Regions from separate parts of the Triticum aestivum genome. Here region 2 is linked to region 1. A link is a contact called in public Hi-C data. All regions are on one chromosome and are shown on one strand. The core of a region is the stretch at or near the end of the contact, and the rest is flanking DNA. Distances in the headings are between cores, read along the strand shown. Region 1 holds the start of LOC123121907 (adenomatous polyposis coli protein 2). Region 2 holds the start of LOC123121908 (tonoplast dicarboxylate transporter).

What was found. Hi-C and Micro-C count contacts between places; a contact is called where the count stands out from the background.
Region 2: a Hi-C map of leaf shows a contact between it and region 1, with 2.4 times the contacts expected there. The contact joins the promoter of LOC123121908 here to the promoter of LOC123121907 in region 1. A contact is called at or near these places in 1 of 5 Hi-C or Micro-C datasets (leaf) and 1 of 1 datasets of contacts at active chromatin or transcription factors (leaf).

What each region holds. Positions count from the first base shown.
Region 1 is chr5D:377,003,526-377,006,349 of IWGSC CS RefSeq v2.1, reverse strand. LOC123121907 (adenomatous polyposis coli protein 2) reads left to right here and starts at 1,328. Exons shown (of 1, transcript XM_044541999.1): 1 at 1,328-2,190. The coding sequence starts at 1,420. The coding sequence ends at 1,785.
Region 2 is chr5D:377,167,889-377,170,588 of IWGSC CS RefSeq v2.1, reverse strand. It overlaps LOC123121908 (tonoplast dicarboxylate transporter), which reads right to left and starts at 1,354. Exons shown (of 6, transcript XM_044542000.1): 1 at 637-1,354; 2 at 74-560. The coding sequence starts at 1,092.

The DNA of each region.
Region 1 (2,824 bases), core at 79-2,578:
ATAGTGTCAATGTTGCTATTGTCTTTTTTTTTACACTATTCATGCTAGATTTCACTTTTTTTATCTCAATGTTCTTTTTGAGTTTGGGTCTGAAATTTTTAGGGGTGATAGTCACATCCGTTGTGAACATTCATATTTTTTTCTGAATTTTACTGAAACATTTAAAAATGTATTTTTACATTGGAGCACCGGGAGTACCCCAAGCCTTGGAGCACCTGATACTTTGCCATTGTGCAAGTGTCGCACGTGGTGACTGGTGTCAGTCGGCCAACGCGCATCGAGTTCCGTCGGCATAATTGAGAGAAAGGAGTTTGCGACCGGCAGGTAGCAACACGTATTCCTCATCTCCTTTCTTTATTTTTTTCGACTTGATCTGAACTGGGGATTGGGAATTTGGGATCGTTACAAATTGTGCACCAACATAGGAATTGCTCTCATATGCCATATGTTCCAATAAATGCCTTGGGGGAGCACAACTGGCATGGAAATCATATAATAATCAATCTAATTAATTTGGTGATTGGTTAGTTATAAGATCTATTGTCATCTTATCCCCTAGATCAGTACAAGTTGGAAATGACCATGTTCCAATGCATTCTGATTAGGTGAACATCACTGTTACTATCGATAAAAAAGATGTGGTGCCGTGTTGAAATAGAGGATGTGTACTAGTCCTGGCCATCTCTGACCCGGCTCTGTCGGCCCTAAAATCCAGGGCCTAGGCCCGATGGGCTTGCCCGTGGGCTGGGTTTGGGCCTGAGTTTTGAGCCCACCAGCAGGGCCTGGATGGGTTTGGGCTTGGCATATTGGCATTTTGAGGAAGAGGCCCAGCCCACAGCCCTAAGCCCTAAGGGCTTTTCAGGGCTTTTTACATGATGGGCCCGGGTTGGGCTTGAAAAGTAGGCCCGATGGTAGGGCCTGGGGGCATGGGCCTCAGTTTTTTGCCATGGGCTTTTTTAGGCCTGGCCCAAGCCCGGCCCGGCACGGCCCATGGCCAGGTATATTGTGTACCTATGACGAGCCTCGAGCCATGTTTATCGGGCTAGGACATGTAATTTTTTAAACCCGTTACAATTCACGGTCATTTATGAGAAAAGGAAAACATGGGACCTGTGAACTGTAAAGGGAACAACAAAGGGACCCTACGAAACCGGCGCGAACATGCAACCGAAGCGCGGGTCAACCAAACCAACCAACCCGTGGGAGGACCGAAACTGGGAGGAAGTCGTCCAAGTCCACCGCAACACCGCGTCGGCCGCCAAGACAACGCGTCTTCACTTCACCCGTTCCCCCCTCTGGCCCTCTCCTTCTCCCCGCCCCCTACAATATCCCTCTCATCCGCCTTCCATTCCCACACAGCAATCGACCGCGTTCTCCACTCCCGATTCTCCCTCTCTCCGATCGTCCATCTCCGCTCATATGGCCACCGAGGTCCTCCGCCCGCACAGCATCCTGCAGCCGCAGACGCAGAGGATCCGCGCCGCGCACCGGAGGCCCAGCAACCCCGGCACCGCCAGGAGGTCTCCTCCTCCATCGGCCTCGACGACCGGCCGGAGAAACCATGGGCGGCCTTCCTCTTCTTCTTCTTCCTACGGGAAGGTGACGTATGCGGCCGCTCCGGCGAGGCGCCCCGCGGTGGAAGTGTACGCCGGCCCGGCCTTCTCCGCCGCGTCCCCCGAGCCGAGCTCGCTGCCGCTGCCTCAGTTCCCGCTCCAGAAGCCCGCGGCCGCCGTCGTCAACGACGCCGCCACGCGCGACCTCAGGCGCATGCTGCGCCTCGAGTAGGAGTAGCTTGCCCGGTGCCGGCGAGCTAGTCTCCTATCTGGTGGACACGAGCTGTATGTTAGTTTAGTTCTAGCAGTAATCGTCGTTGGGTGGTGCGGCCGCGCGCAGCAAGGCCTCCGGCTCGGTTTTATTGTGTGGCCGGCGGCAAGGCGCGCGGCGGCCGTGGGCTCCGACGACGACGGTCTGGAATGAGCGCAGCCAGCAATGTGACCACCGATCGACCGGCGTGATGTACTGTAATTACAAGTAGAATCCCAAGTCAAAGAGTACCTACGTATACTGTACGGCCTCCTAGTTCATCGATCCCCTTTGCCTCTAGTTAGCACGCAGGTGCCAAATGGCCAAGGTTAGGCTAAATTTGATTTCTGTTCATGTTGATTAAAAGAAGTTTATGTGTTCCAATCATGATGCTTTGAATGAGTCACATCAAGGATAAAGTTGATTTCAATCAGTCACATCCAAGATAATGTTGATTAATTAGTCAGACCAGCCGGCGGGTTGCTTGGCCAACCTACATGCCTTACGTGCGCTACCCGTCGTGTTTGTTAGCAGCTGAATTGGTCGTCTCGGCCGTCTTATTTTTGTTACCTCGACATACCTACCTCATCATAAACGCATACCCTCCAACCAACCTGAGGTTAGTGCATCTCCAACGCCGACCCCAAGTCAAACATACGAGTATGCAGATCAATAAGGAGCATTCCGTGGACCGTGATGTAGAAGTTGGCCATTCAAAATAGGCCCGGTCAATTTAAATTTCAAATCCGACCACAACCAAAAAGAAACAAGTTTGCATAATTTTCACTTGCCTGATCGCAGAAAATACTAGTCCAACAGCCCATGCAAACAAAAAAATTTAGATTTCTGCCCTACTAGACCACCAATCCGAGTCTCCACACTCACCGTGCTGTCGCCGCCTTCTCGGCCACCTCCTTTCCCCCACTGCAGTTGATCCTTCATGCGCTTCAACGTCATATGACGGCCGGCTTGCACGATCATCCTTGCATCGTCATCCAAATCCCCATCTTTAAGGTCAACA
Region 2 (2,700 bases), core at 105-2,604, 160 kb before region 1:
TAAATGAATACTACAGCAGTCATTTTCCTCAAGTGCGCAGAGAAGGAGAGAGCAAGAAAGATAAGGTACGTACCAAGCAAGCTGAGCTCCCTCCTGAGATGGGTGCGGTCAAGGTAAGCGGAGAGCGCCCTGCCGGTGTTGTCGGAGCAGAACATGAGGCAGAGCGTGGCCCAGAGCGCGGCGAAGAGCACGAGCGACATGGGGAGGCCGAAGGACATCCAGGAGCTGAAGGTGATGGGCTCCTGCTCCGGGAAGTAGGTGGACCACATCCCCACCAGGATGATGTTGGCGCCCGTGCCGGTGAGCGTGGCCATCCCGCCGATCGCCGACGCGTACACGACGCCGAGCACCACCGCCTTGGAGAACCGCCTGAACTCGCGCGCGTCGGCGCCGGCGGCCGCGTCGCCGGGGAGCCTCTGCAGGATCCCCGTGGCCACCGGCATCATCATGACGGTGCAGGGCGTGTTGTGGATCCACATGCTGACGAACATGGTGGTGCCGCAGATGCCCAGCAGCAGCAGCGCCGGTTTCACCGGGTCCCCGCAGAAGAGCGACGTGATCTGCGCGCGGGCCGCACGATGTCAGTGCGCTGAGATCGAGCAGGAAGAATCAATTGCTAGGACTCCATGAACGTACGTTGAGCGCGAGGCGGCGGTGGATGTTGTAGTGCTCGATGGCGAGGGCGAGGATGAAGCTGCCGAGCACGAGGGAGATGACGTCGTCCATGTAGGCCTTGGCGACGGCGTCGGCGGAGGAGACGCCGAAGACGGGGAAGAGGAAGAGCGGCGCCATGGACGCGACGGCCAGCGGCACGGCGTCGGTGATCCACCAGATGAACACCCACGCCAGCACGCCGAGCATGTTGCGCGCCGCCGCGTGCCCGGGGCCCAGGTCGACGAGCGCGCAGATCAGCGCGGCGGCCAGCGGGCCGGCCGCGATCGACAGGTACCTGTTGGCGAGCAGCGACGCGACGAGCGGCGAGCAGGGGGGGCGGTGGGCGCCGCCGTCCGCCGTGATGTCGTGCAGGGGCAGCAGCGACCTCGTCACGTCCTCCGACGAGCTCTCCCAGTGGCCGCTGCACCGCGGGTCCATGGCCGGTCGAGTCGAAGAGATCGTTATGGGCTGCTTTCGTTTCGTTCCGCCGTCGATGATCTGCACCCAGCCGCGCGCGTTTCTTGGTTGCTTCTTGAGGTGTGATGTGGTGTCCAAAAAGTTTGGCTGTTGTTATAGGCGCGGGAACACGACACTGCTGTTCGATTGGAAACTTGGCAGGCGAGTTCACCACGTGATTTACAGTTTTGAAAATGCATGGCCAGACAAGTTCGAAAACGAAAGCAAATAATGCATGCATGCGGCAGGTCCAAGTGTCCGAGCGACCGAGCGAGAGAAGCTTCAGCTCTGACAAGTCGTATCACGCCGCCACGTCAGATACATACAGAAATACTACTCGAATTACTTGTCCTACGTGACCATTTTCATGGCTATCCCCAAAACGAAGCCCCACACCACTAAAAAAACTTCAAAAAGATCGTACTGATCTTCCTAAAAATATAGAAGCACCACTGGTTTAAAAAGATTGTAGTAATGATTGACGCATGTGGGTCGATGTGGCGTCCAGACAGGCACGATCGCGGGGCGAGAACCTAATAAAGACTCCTGCCGGGGCAGCCGTCGACGCTGACGCGCACCCCTGGCCCGTGCCACGTACGATCGCGCCCCCCCGTGGAACCAGCTCATGGGCAGCCCAAGAGCTGGGCGCGCTTGGTGGTCGGACGTGGCCACCTGCCGGCGCTCGGTCGCCCGAGCCCCCGACGCTGACGGCGACGGGCATGCAGCTGCACGGCGCGCTCTTATCCAGGGAGGCCAGACATGTCGACATACTCAACGGTCAACACGACCGAGCAATTTTGTATTTGCCGCGCACGCCATGACGTGCCCCGCGCTGAAATTTCTCCCCGTGGCAGGTCCTGCCGCCGCAGTCCGCAGCCGCGGTGACCCTCGGCGCCGGCGAGGTCTGGACGAGCCCGGCCGCCAGGGGGGAACGTTAGAAGGGTAAATCGATGTCGTTTCCCTATGAATGCACGCCCGCAATGGCAGGTGCGCCGCCGCGGGTGGCGCCTCCCCGGGATGCGACCGTGAAGTGCGTTACCTGGAGTTGGTCCCTGTCGCAGTTGCGATTACTCATCATTGGCGGGTACGAGTGGCCGATCGGCATTATTGCTGGCTGATCCGGGCAAGACGCGATCGCTCTCGCCGGGGTGGCCCGTCGCGCCACCGCCCGGAAGGGCCATGTTTCCCGATCCGCGCAGGCCGGCTTGCCTGGCTCGTCGGTGCCCCGTTGCGGTTCCCGTGTTCGTGGCGGGGCTGGTCGAATCTTTCTTGTTACAGGTGGAGTCGTGGTAGTATCTGCGGTCAGCAAGCCTAACTGAACCGGCGAATCACGTCGCGTAGCGTCTCGGGAGTGAGTAGTTGCTGTCGTATCATGAGCAATCGATCGGACGAGTTGTCTGATGGTGATTTGAATGTATGTGTGGAAGGAGTACACGTTACGAGCTTCACGCCTTGATCTGTTCAAGTAGCAGGAGCAGTATGTACACATGCCCTCACGTCTGCGCGCCACCGCTGCATGCATGGCGTCAAATCATCGAAGCAGGCATGGTTTTGCCGGCCAATTCCTGCCCGAAAGCCAAAGTGAACTAG